Regions from separate parts of the Rattus norvegicus genome. Here region 2 is linked to region 1. Evidence: chromatin contacts called from public Hi-C data. All regions are on one chromosome and are shown on one strand. The core of a region is the stretch at or near the end of the contact, and the rest is flanking DNA. Distances in the headings are between cores, read along the strand shown. Region 1 overlaps Gli2 (GLI family zinc finger 2). Region 2 holds the start of Gli2 (GLI family zinc finger 2).

The links. Hi-C and Micro-C count contacts between places; a contact is called where the count stands out from the background.
Region 2: a contact with region 1 is called in a Hi-C map of frontal cortex, with 2.2 times the contacts expected there. The contact joins the promoter of Gli2 here to the enhancer-like site in region 1. A contact is called at or near these places in 4 of 12 Hi-C or Micro-C datasets (the Rat2 cell line, frontal cortex, mammary epithelial cells and 1 more).

The regions. Positions count from the first base shown.
Region 1 is chr13:32,575,977-32,581,623 of GRCr8, reverse strand. The region is part of intron 2 of Gli2 (GLI family zinc finger 2); the gene reads left to right. Among named protein-coding and RNA genes, the nearest start is that of Gli2, 140 kb to the left of the region's middle. Within about 2 kb of position 1,638, at least 33 of the 93 cell types and tissues checked have an H3K27ac peak or open chromatin away from gene starts, as enhancers often do.
Region 2 is chr13:32,714,583-32,720,554 of GRCr8, reverse strand. It overlaps Gli2 (GLI family zinc finger 2), which reads left to right and starts at 4,137. Exons shown (of 14, transcript NM_001107169.2): 1 at 4,137-4,450.

The DNA of each region.
Region 1 (5,647 bases), core at 389-2,888:
TAGGCTGCCTTCTCCCTGGCTGGCTGGCAGCTGGAGAGAAGCCCCATTGGGAGCAGGCAGTGGGCTGAGGGCTTTCACAGGGAAGGGCAGCTTGCTCCTGAGAAACAGTTTCTACTGCCAAAGTGCCCTGCAGCTTGGTCTTGTGGCTGTCTGCTCCGGCAGGATGGGAGATGTTTTTGGTTTTATTGGAGGTGTTTTTCTGGGACATTTGGGACACCTGTTGATTCCATTCGATGGGACAGTGGTAGCTGAGCCCAAAGATCCTAGTCCAGTAATTCTGAATCCTCTCCCTTTTGAATGGCAGACCCTAGTGCCTTTATGCATTTACCTTCTTAACTGAATGGCTTGTTTTCTTCTGCACACACAAAAGATCCTGTGCATGTGGCCCAGGGAAGGGGTGAGCAGCAGCTATAGGCATGCGGGCTGAAGCCGTATGTTTCGCATGAAGCCTGGTGTTGGGGGGTGGGGGTAGGGGGACCCAGCCAATTTGCCTTTGGGATGGTGAAAAATGGTGAGATCTCTCCCCTCTCTCTCCTTCCCTCTCCCCCTTTCTCCCCTCTCTCCGCTCTTCCCTCTTTCCCCCTTTCTCCCTTCTCCTCTCTCCTCTCTCCCTCTCTCCTCTCTCTTGTCCTCTCCCCATCTCCTCCTCTCCTCCTCTCCCCCTCTCTCCCTCTCCCCTCCCCCACCCCATCCCCTAGACATCTGTCCTTACCCTAGTGTGACAGTCTATAGGGTCTTAGAAATGAGAGTGCACACACGCATGTGCGCGCGCACACACACACACACACACACACACACACACACACACACACACACACACACACACACAGATCAGCTTCATGGAGCTGGAGCCAGGTGGTGGGGAAGAGCTAGGACAAGCATCTTCTGCCTGTCTGAGCCACTCCAACTCGCTTCTTGGGGATTTTTTTTCTGAACAGTTCCCAGTATTGTATCTGATTATTCATTCTCTTTCAGCCCAGTTTCTTAGGCACGAGGCCCACACAGATGAAGAAGTAGAGATTGGGCATCAGCCAGTGGGGGTAGAGTGTGAACATAAATACTGCCTAGTCAGGTGCCATGATAGGTTACAGGTGACTGTCACCCAACTGTGAGTGCTGAGGTGAGGCCAAGGTGGGAGGGGCTTGGGGGGAAAGCTAGGGAGCCTTCCTGGAAGAAGTGCTGCTTGGCTTGCCTGTGGATTTGCACACTGGTATTGAGCAGAGAAGGTGTTCCTGGGGAGGCAGATTAACCGGAACTGGGCTGGGTGGTCTGAGCTGGAACTCCATCTCCGCCTGAAGAAGGGAAGAGAGATTTGGTGTCTGCTCAAGTCCCCAAGTTGTCCCCCTCTTTGTTTATGACCTCCCGAAGGTCCTCTGGTTCCACAGAGTGTGGTTGTCTCAGGAAAGGGATGTGTGAATGGAGGGATTGGGCTGTCAGGTCTGGGGTGAGTGAGGAACCGTAAGGTCACACAGTTAGTGTCCCTGCTAGACACAGAAGCTGGAGGACAGGGCCCAGCCTCTGTGTGCCCTGGGGAACATGGGGCTATAATCCCCGCTCTGCACTTCCTGCTACGCGGTTGCTGTGGAGCCTGCTGTGTGCTTGTCTGTCACCCGAGCTATTTTCACCCCCTTCTGGCCTGCTGTCAGGGCGTCTGGCACATTGTGTGGCCCAACAGGCGTGTTCTGCCCCAGCTCTGTGCAACCTCCAGTGGGTCAGCTCCATTCCCCATAGGTAACAGATGTCAGCTGACGTCCCTTACTTACCACCCCTGACAGCTTGTCCCCAATGTCCTTCAGGTGTCCCACTGTCTCCAAAACATCCCACTCTTACTCGTGTCCCTATATTGAGGTCATACTGGGGACAGAATGAGTAGACCTCCTGCAGCTTTGAATCAGTGGGTTTGGAATCTGGAGGGACATGGAGTGTTCTTCTACAAAATCACTTCCCTGAGACACGGGGACTGTGGTCTGCTTAGAGGTGCACACCGGTACTCCATGATTGACTGCTCGGCACGTCCTCAAGTGGTTTGAAAGGGTGGTTAGGTAACCGAGGATCGTCAGGGCTTCTGTTTCTTCTAGTTTTTAAATGTTGTGTTTATTATTATTATTATGTGTGCATCCATGACGTGAGGGGTACGCGTGTGCCTCGATGTACATAGAGAGGTCAGAAGACAACTCTCCTTCTACCTTTACATGCATCCCAGGGATTAAACTCTCTGGTCGGTCGCTGGATCAGGAAGCTTGTGCAGGAAGCCTTTATGGGCTGAGCCATCTTGCCAGCCCACTGGATCTCACTTTTACTGCTGCTGCTGCTGCTGCTGCTGCTGCTGCTGCTGCTGCTGGTGGTGGTGTGTGTGTGTGTTTGTGTGTGTGTCTCAAACATATGCCTACACACATGTGTGTGCACGCACACTCCCAGGGGACCTGCCTGCCCTTGCTTTTTTTCTTCTTCTTCTTCTGGGTTTGGAGCTCTATCCCTCCCTAACTTTACTGACTACCTAAGCCTGGTGTTTTTTATTCTTAGCGTCGGATAGAGAAGGGAGGGCCCTAGGTAAGCATTCAAACCCAACCCCCAAAGAGAGGGTTCATTTTCAAAAGTGGGTGGCCCCAGGACCCCCTCCCCCCCCCTCCCCGCCAGTGTGTGCCTCCCTGACAATGGAGACTCCTGCTGGGCGCCCGCAGCCTGGCAGCTGAGCCCCCTTGGAGGTTCTTCTGAGAACTGGTTCTATTCAGAGCATTACGAGGAGGTTACTTCTGGCTCAGCTCCCCCATAGAAAGCTGGGAATTGTAAGTCTTGCGTAGCCTGAAAAAGAAAGTGACAGGAGTTGGTCTAAGCCAGACAAGAACAAGTGAGTCCGCATTCAGGGCAGTGTCTGAGAAGGAATTACCAAAGGGAAAGAAAAGAAGGATGAAGAAACTTTCAGAAGCGGACCCCTGAGAGGATGGACAGGCCTAGCTCCATTCCTGCGGGGCAGCTGATTGGTGGTCTCCCTCAGACTGCACCTCTTGCGGATCTGGCCCCGGGGAATGCTGGGTAAAGCTGTTTCTTCTGCCTAAGCCCCAGTACTGACCAAGCCGGAGTGAGGAGGACTGTGTGTGGTGACAGCCTCCTGATTCAGGGAGGAGCCACCTGACCTCCTCCCCCTTCCCACTGGCAGAATGGAGGCTTTTCCTCCCAGCCCGCTGCATATTAATCAGTGTCCGGGAGGGGCCTGTTGTGGGGACTGACTGTTTGGGAATTGCCAGGGTTTTGAGGTGGCTCCAGCTGAGTTTAGGGGCATTTGGGATTCATGTTGTTCACTGGCCTGACAATCCCACTTACTACTTACTGTGTTACTACTTTTTAACATTTTATTTTCAGGTGTGTGTGTGTGTGTGTGTGTGTGTGTGTGTGTGTGTGTGTGTACACGTACCACATATGTGCCAGTGTCCCTGGAGGTCAGAAGAGGGCATTAGACCTGCCTCCCCGCAGGCTAGAACCCCATGTGACTGGCAGTGAGCTACCTGATGTGGGTGCTGGGATCTGAACTCTGGTCCTCTGGAAGAGCAGCAATAGCTCTTACCTGCTGAGCTATGGCTCCAGCCGCACTGCCAAGTTTTGATGTGGGGATGTGGTCTGTTTCTCCAGACGTTTGCCAGTCTCTCAGATCTCAGCAAAAACATATTTGCTGTTTCTCCTACTGTTTATGCATGTCTCTGAGTGTCCATGCAGGGGTGAGTGCATGTGTGTGTGCACGTGTGAGGAGGCCGAAGGGTAAATTGGGTCCTCCCACCTCTTTCCAGACAGGGTCTCTTATTGACCTAAGCCCACCAATTAGATGGCCGCCGGGTTTTGGGGTCCCAGGGATCCTTCTGTCTCTGCCTCCCTAGAGTTGGAATTCTAAGCATGGGACACCTTGCTCCACATTTAGACACTGGTTCTAGGGGCTCAGGCTCAGGTCTTCATGATTGCTTGGCAAATGCTTTCCCGACTGAATTGTCTCCTTAGCTCGGCTTAGTTTTATCCTGTGCTTTCTGTAACAGATGCGTCACAGAGAAGGGCTTCTTGGAGCCCTCGTGCCCCTGGGTTGTCAGACTGTAGCCTGTAACTCTCAGCAACCCTCTCTGGTTCCTCCTGTGTATTCTTGTCCCCTCTTGTCCCTTCCAGACTGCCTTCGGTCAGTCCTAATGAAAATGTCACACCTCAGACCCATGTTGGGGGTTCTGTATCTGTGTTCAGGAGGGGACTCAAGTGGGATGCCAGAAATGGGGTGACATCTCTTGCTTCAAGCAAAGTCATGGACAAAATCCCTGCTTCCCCTCTTGATCCTTTATACCAGTGGACGTGGAGTGAACCCTTTCCCTGCCTGTTCTCATGGGATCCTCCGTAAAGACCTCCTGACTGGTGGTTAGTTACTGACTTTCGACTTGACAGGATGTAGAGTCACCTAAGAGACGAGCCTGAAGGCCCCTGTGGTCTGGATTGGGCAGCCCCTAGCCTGTGCCTGACTTGTCCTGAAGGACCTTCACCCTGCCCCATCTATGTATGCAGGCCTCGGACCTATAAGTACAGCCTGTAGAGAACCATGTGGGAGCGTGGCAGCTCTTAAGAAAGTCCCCACACCCGCCACCCCAGCATGGTGTTGCCTTCCTTCCTCGGGCCATTGAGAAGGACAGCTCCCATCTTGCTTCTCCCTGAAGCACCAGAGGGTCACATCAGGTAACAGATGGAAAATGCCTTAGAAATGAGGTCTGCCCAGCTAGAACAAATGCTGCTGTTTCCTCAAGCTGGCATCCAACCCAGGTGTGGGTCTGCAGGAGAATTTAAATGAATTTACCAGTGGACAAGAGTCCTTTGTGGGAGCCCCACCCCCAGAGCGAGTGCTCCCTTCCCAAGGACCTTGCTGTCTTGTGGAGCCCCAACATTCCTGGCTGTGAGGTTGGGAGGTGCTGGTCTTTTGCATTTCTGACCCCCCCCCAATCCCATGGAATTGTGAGGTTGCTGACTCAGGGACAGTGAGCAGCGTCCTGTGAGACGTTTACTGGAACTCAGGTTCTGAGTCTGTTTCTGTCTTCCACCTTGTTTGGGGCAAGGTCTTTTGTTCACCATGGGGTTCTGGGAAGTCTCTTGACTGCCTCCATCTCACTGTAAGAGCCCTAGTTTCCACCATGCTGAATTTAGATTTACTGCAGCATCTCTAATTGTATGGCTTCTGGGAGGCTGAAGTCAGGTCCCTCACACTTCTGAAGCAAGCGCTTTACCTACTGAGTCCCCAACCCTGAAGGCATTTGTCCTCATAGAGATCTCACCCACTGACTTGGCCAAGCTAGGCAGGGGTCCCTGCTGCCTCAGTTTCCCTGACACACCCAAGGGAGAATAAGCCTGCCTGGCGCCCAGATGACTGTGTAAACAAACCTCAATGATCCTTTAGGGGCCAACTAAACACAATTCACTTTCCCCTGGCTGTTGCTTACGGCCCCTGCCCTTGCCCCTGCCCCTGGATAAAATAGCCAAGGGGCTCATGTGGCCAGAGCTATATTCAAACTGCAGAAGTATGGCTGTTGGATATTTTGATCAGGATAGGAATGGAAAAGCTGGGGATGACCCCATGGCCACCAAGTTCAAGGTCAGATATTCAAGGCTGAGACTGTAGCAGGGCGTCCTCCGG
Region 2 (5,972 bases), core at 2,888-5,387, 140 kb before region 1:
ACTGATGTGTTGTGTTCTTGCCTTTGTAAATACTAACATACACACACACACACACACACACACACACACACACATATGTACATACTTACACATGGAGACAAAATGACCAAGGCAAATTGTAAAGGAAAGCATTTAATAGGGGCTTGCTTACAATTTTAGAGGGTTAGTCCATTATCATAATGACAGGAGCAGGGGGTGGGGAGAGGAAGGGAAGAGAGGAGGAGGAAGAGAAGGGCAGGGGGGGTGTTGGATGGGTTTTGAAACCTCAAAGCTCACTTCCAGTGACAGACCTCATCCCACAAGGCCACGCCTCCTAATCCTTCCCAAACAGTTCCACTCACTGGTGACTAAGCATTCCAATGTATGAGACTACAGGGAACATTCGCATTAATATCATCAAGAAGGATTAGAGAAGCCATGTCCCACTTTCGTCATCTTTGTCCATCTTTCTGTACTTAACTTCCCCAGGACAGGCCTCTCTGCCCATAGGTCCCATGCTCTCTCAAAGTGCGTTCCTTGTCTTTTGTCTTTACCCACTTTGTGGTTATGAGTTGGAAGGATGGATGCTGTGAGTGCTACTCACTGTGGTGGGTGTCACGACACTAGCGCCGGCTACACAGAAAGCTGCTGAAGGAAGTTGGACTTAACTAGCGCCCTGCACTGAATATAAACTCTGGGATGAGCATTCAGTGTCCCAGTGTCTACAAGGGCTTCTTCTGCATTCCAAACCTCTCTTCCTCTTTCTGAGGCTCCCAACTTCTGACCATCGAGGGACAGTAGGACGTGATGTTTGCACAGCTCCCCTCGAACCCCAAACATTACATCCTCATCTCCTCTATGACTTTCTTGCCAAAATAAGCCAGAAAGGTTTGGTGAAGGCCTAGATTCCTGCAGGAGTTGAACTGGTCCAAGAAGAAAAACAGAGGGAAAGCAATCTCTCCCTCCGGACGTTGATTTGTTTAAATTTCTCCACAAACTTTACAATGCAAAGAAAGCAAGAGAGACAAGCTGGTAATGAAGTAATCAGCTGACTCTGCGAATATTCCAGCCAGGAGAAATGAGTCCTGGCTTCACGGGGCAGATATGAATGGGGTCATTAAATGCAGCCAAGGGAGGGAGAGGGCTTACTTTTGCTATCTATGTCCAGAAAGCTCAGCAGAAGTGAAGAGAAGCAGCTGGGAGGAGTGATGGGTTGATATTCTGAGGTTTACAAGGAAAAGCCTGTTTCAGGTATCTTTTTGTTTTTCTGGTTTTTGTTTACATGTATTTGGGGGGGGGCTCACATGTCACAGATGGTACGTAGAGGTCAGAGGACAATCTGCTGGAGTCTGTCCTGTCTTTCACTTATGTGAGTCCTAGGGATCCGATTAGGTCAGAGTAGATCCATAGCAAGTGCCCTGACCTCTGACCCATCTCCATGACCCTTTATCCTACATTATCCATATTGGTTTCTGTAAATTTTTCTTTTAAGTATTACTCTTTTTTTTTTTAAAGACAGGGTCTCATTATGTGTCCCTGGCTGGTCTGGAACTGGCAATGTAGACCAGGCTGGCCTCTCATCTCAGATCTGCCTGCCTCTGAAGTCTCAGGACTAAAGGCACATGCTGCCTAACTTAGGCTTCCTCTGAGATTGAAAGAGAGTCCATCCTGCAGGGAAGCTCTTTACACAGGAAGGTAAACAACTCAAAATAGCTCCAGGAAGGCCCTGGAACTTACCAGATTCACTAGGCCCCTCCCTGCCAGAGTAAATAATAAAAGTTGAGAGTCTCCCTCAAGTGAAGAAACAGAGCTGCAGAGGAGTCTCTAAGACCAGACCAGCTGCCTGAGAGAAGCAGAGACCAGCCTGGCCGTCGGGAAGAGGTTTAGCCCAACCAGACATCTGCAAAGGACACTCCGGCCTATTGAGCTGTCTGGAGGCTGTGCATGGGTTCCCAGCTTTCTGAGCTGTCACCATGCTGGGGTGGGCTTCGGTGACGCAGCTGTCTTTGAGTGATTCCCGCTCCTATGAGTAGCTCCTTGCCCATACCCTGCAAGCAAAAACCTCATTGGTTCACCAAGTCAGACTTTGGTGGTGTCCATACTTTGAACTGTTGTGGGTTCCTATCTCGGGGCTGGGGTGTGGAGAGGTAAACACGCACTGTGGCTCCCCAGGAAAAGTTTTGTCACAGCACACTACGAATCGTCATACCCCTCCAGAAAGTTTTACATTTGAGCACACTGCCACTTCCCCACTCCTTGGCTTCCAATCTGCGAGGCCTACTTTGAGGAAAACAAAGTTGGCATCAAATCGTTGTAGTATTTTATGCCTCCCCCTCCCTCAGATAAAGAAAAAAAAATAGTTGCTTCTTTCATTTGAGGGAAAGAGAAGGAAGGAAGGAAATGAAGAACGGGGACACAACACTTCCCCATCTGTTAGAAAGTGAAAGTCAAGGCCAATAAGGTGACTAGGTCAATACAGTGCTTGTGTGGGCCTGGGTTGGATTCTCAGCAGTTACAAGATGGAAGGAGGGAAACAGCCCCCTTCTGCCCTACCCTCTGACTGTTGCCAAAGGACTGTGACCTCACACCCTGCCCCATAGAATAAATACATGGAAAAAAATTTAAATGTAAAACTTAGGGGCTCAGAGGTGGACCTCGGAGGATGGCCTTGGGTTCTATTTCAAAAAGTACGGAGATACTGACTTACAGAAACAAATAAGAGTTAGGGAAGAGCCCATAGGATAATTGCCGTCCATCAAGAGGGATTGATTCAGTGAGTAAAATGGGCTGAGAAGGACCCATGTCCTCGGCAGGGTAGGATTGGTCTGGAGTCTCGGTTCTCTTGCATTTTAGACAGGAGGGGCTGGAAAGAGATGCTACCAACATCCTCACACACCTACTTAACTGTACCAACCTTAGATTACCGTGGTCAAGTTTTACAGCTTCATCAACCATCAGCCATCCATCCCACCTTTAAAAGAAGGAGAAGACCCTGTGACAAGTTAAATAATACAAAGTAACTAGAACACAGGGTTTCCACAAACGTCAGGCAGAAATATAAAGAAGTCCCATGGTCAGCTTTCTAGGAGCAGAGCCCAAGAGGAAGTGGAGTCCCATGGCTTGGGAGGGCACGGTTCTGGACTGTGTGGAAGAACCAGGGCTACTTAGGCAAACGCGTTCATGCACAGCTTCATCTACACTTTGGCCTGCAACTTCAGTGAGCCTAATTCTTCCTTCTCCCTCTGTTGAGTTCTGATTACTTCCATCTGGCTGAAGCAGCTTCAGTGGAGTCTCCGAAAAAAAAAAAAATAAAACAAAACCCCCTCACTACAAAACATATGCAGTAAGCCTAAGGCTGGCGTCATTTGTCGCCAGCGTGCTCTCAGATGGCGGCAAGAGCGAGCCTTGGCAAGGGGCGTCTGGGTTCCCCCCCCCCCCCCGCCCGGGCACCTGCACTAGCTGCACGGGCGAGGAGGGCCCGCGTGAATCCAGTCTTGCTTCCCATCCCACGTGTGTCTTCTTCCTGCTACGGCGCTGGAGGGTCAGGGAGTTTTGGGAACAACCGGCGGAGGGCTGAGGGGGCTGAGAGGAAAAGGGGAGTTCAGATATTGAAACCAGCAGTCGCAGCTCCCGAGCTCCAGAGCTCATCTGACTTGAGTTAGCAACCCCCCCACCCCGGCGCCTTAGAAAAAGTGTTTGAGACTGGCGTGTGCTCCCGTAGCTGGAACTTTCCAGTAGGAGTGCTTTATTTCCTCCGAGCTAGGTTGGAAGAATCTGCGATATTTCCAGCTCCTCTCCTCCAGAGTGGCGTCTGGGTCGTTATCCTCGCCCCCAGTCCCTAACTCCCAGGGTTCTCTGGTCCCCAACTCGAACTTTCCAGGAGGGGTGCTTTCCTTGCTGGAGCTCTAGTGGAGGGGAATCTGTGTTCGCCCTCTCGCTAGCCCCATCCAGGGTGGTGTTCCCCCCGCCCCCATCCTCAGAGGCGGGGTGCACGCGGCGGGGGCGGACAGGCTAAGGACGCGACTATCCGGGTGTGCCCGTGCTCGGCGCGCGGGGGCGCTGCGCCATCCCGGAGACGCTGATGGATTGCAGGAGTGCCGGCGTTCGCCAGCCGAGGCAGCACGGCTCCGCGGACTTTTTTTCAAACTCCTCTCATCAATGAGACTTCGAGGAGGAGCGGGAGGCGGCGGCGGCTACAGAGGACGCGGAGGAAGGCGAGGAGGAGCCAGAGGAAGGAGCGCGGGCCGTGCGTAGCTTCGCAGCCTCCGGGAGCTGCTGGCCTGGTGTCCTTTGGGACTGCCGGGTCCCCCGCCCGCCTTGGTCCCCTCTTCTGCCTGGCCAGCCCAGCCCCGGCGGCCCGAGACCCGGCACTCGGCAGCCCCACTCCAGCCAAGTTGGGATGGGGCCCTACAACCACTGCCCGGCGCCCGAGAGGCCACCTGCGTGCTAGAGGCAAACTTTTGTCTCCTCGGTAAAGTTGCATTGGCTTCCCCACCCCCTTTTTTTCTTTTCTTTTCTTCCTTTCTTCCCCCCCCCCCTTACTCTTGGTGGCGAAGCACTTCCTAGCCTGGCCAGCTTCGGCTGAGATGCTGTGAGGTTTTCGGAGTGTTGCCGGAATCGAGATCGTGACACTGATTTTAGGGGGTCGGTCAGAGAGGGCAACTCTGATTATTGCTCTGGTCCAGCAGCGGCAAGACTTAAGGAGGATCTTGGGGATCAGAACTCGTGTCTGGGGTCGATTTTATTACCGCTGCCCTCCACTTGAGGGATAGTGCTTCTTCTTGGGTTGCTCGGGTAGGCCGGTCTTTGACCGGTGGCACCGCTCGGAGCCTGAACTGTTTGGGGGCGACGTGGGGTCTGGGGTGCGCCGAAGCTCCCTTAGATGGGCAGTTGGGAGCGCGCCCGTGCGGTGTGCTGCAGCTGCCGCCGGCCACTTGGAAACTTGCAACTCCACTTCTCCGCGCTGTGAGTCCGCGTCCCTGAGCCCAGTCTTTTCTTTCTTCCTCTCTCCTTCTTTCCCCCTCGTTGAACCCTGTTGCCCCTTCCCCCCTCCACCAGTCTCTGGACCTCGGTTCTGGTTTCCTTACCTTTCTCTCTTACCCTAGGTCTCCAGATCCCCTTGACTTCTCGAATGGATCCACGTGTAATCCTTCGCCGAGGGATCGGTTCCCCCTACTCCTCGCTTTCATTCTAGCCCCCACTTAACACCCCCCAAGCAATCTCTCAACAAGTATATTTGCTGAGGAATTTGAAAAATCCACTACTGCAACTTGATCTGTGTGTGATGGATGAGGAGCGGCGCGGACAGAGTTGGGCGCCAATCCTATTAAGGGTTTAGAGAGAGGGGAACGTTTTTTTTTTTCCTCCGGGATTGGGGGGTGGGGGGAGGGACCGTGTGCTTGAGTGAGTTCGAGAGGACTCCCGCCGCGTCGGGAGCTGGAAGTCCACCCACTGGGCTTCTTTTCAGTCCCGCAGCAATTGCTCTCATTTCCTTGGAAACCTGACTTTTAGAGCTTGAGGACGCTAAGGATGGAGCCCTTGCGCTTCACCTCGAGTGACCTGGCCACAAAGACGCAATGAGTTTGTGGGGATCCCCCAGAGCGCCTCTCCTTCTAGGCTCTCTCTTTTGTGTAACTGTCCTGTGGTTCCCAGAGCTGATCCCAGTTGGAGCAGGGGTTCAAGAGACTTCTCTCAGTAGTTTCATCCCTCAGAGGCTGGGAGGGGATGGGTTCTGTACCTCTCTCTTCCCCGGTTGGGGCATCCTTCATCTTGCTGTTCGGTGGCCCGATGTCCTGGGCCCCTTGCCCCTCCGCCCTCACTGGGCGTGTGAAGGTTTAATCCCCACAGCTTCAGATAAAGGGAACAGTTGTAAAACGCTCATATGCTGTTTGCAGACGAGGCTCTGGGGGATGTTGGAGAATTTGAAAGTAAACGTTTCCCTCGCAAGCGGCATAAAATAGTGTTTAAACAAATATTGTATTGGCATGCTCCGG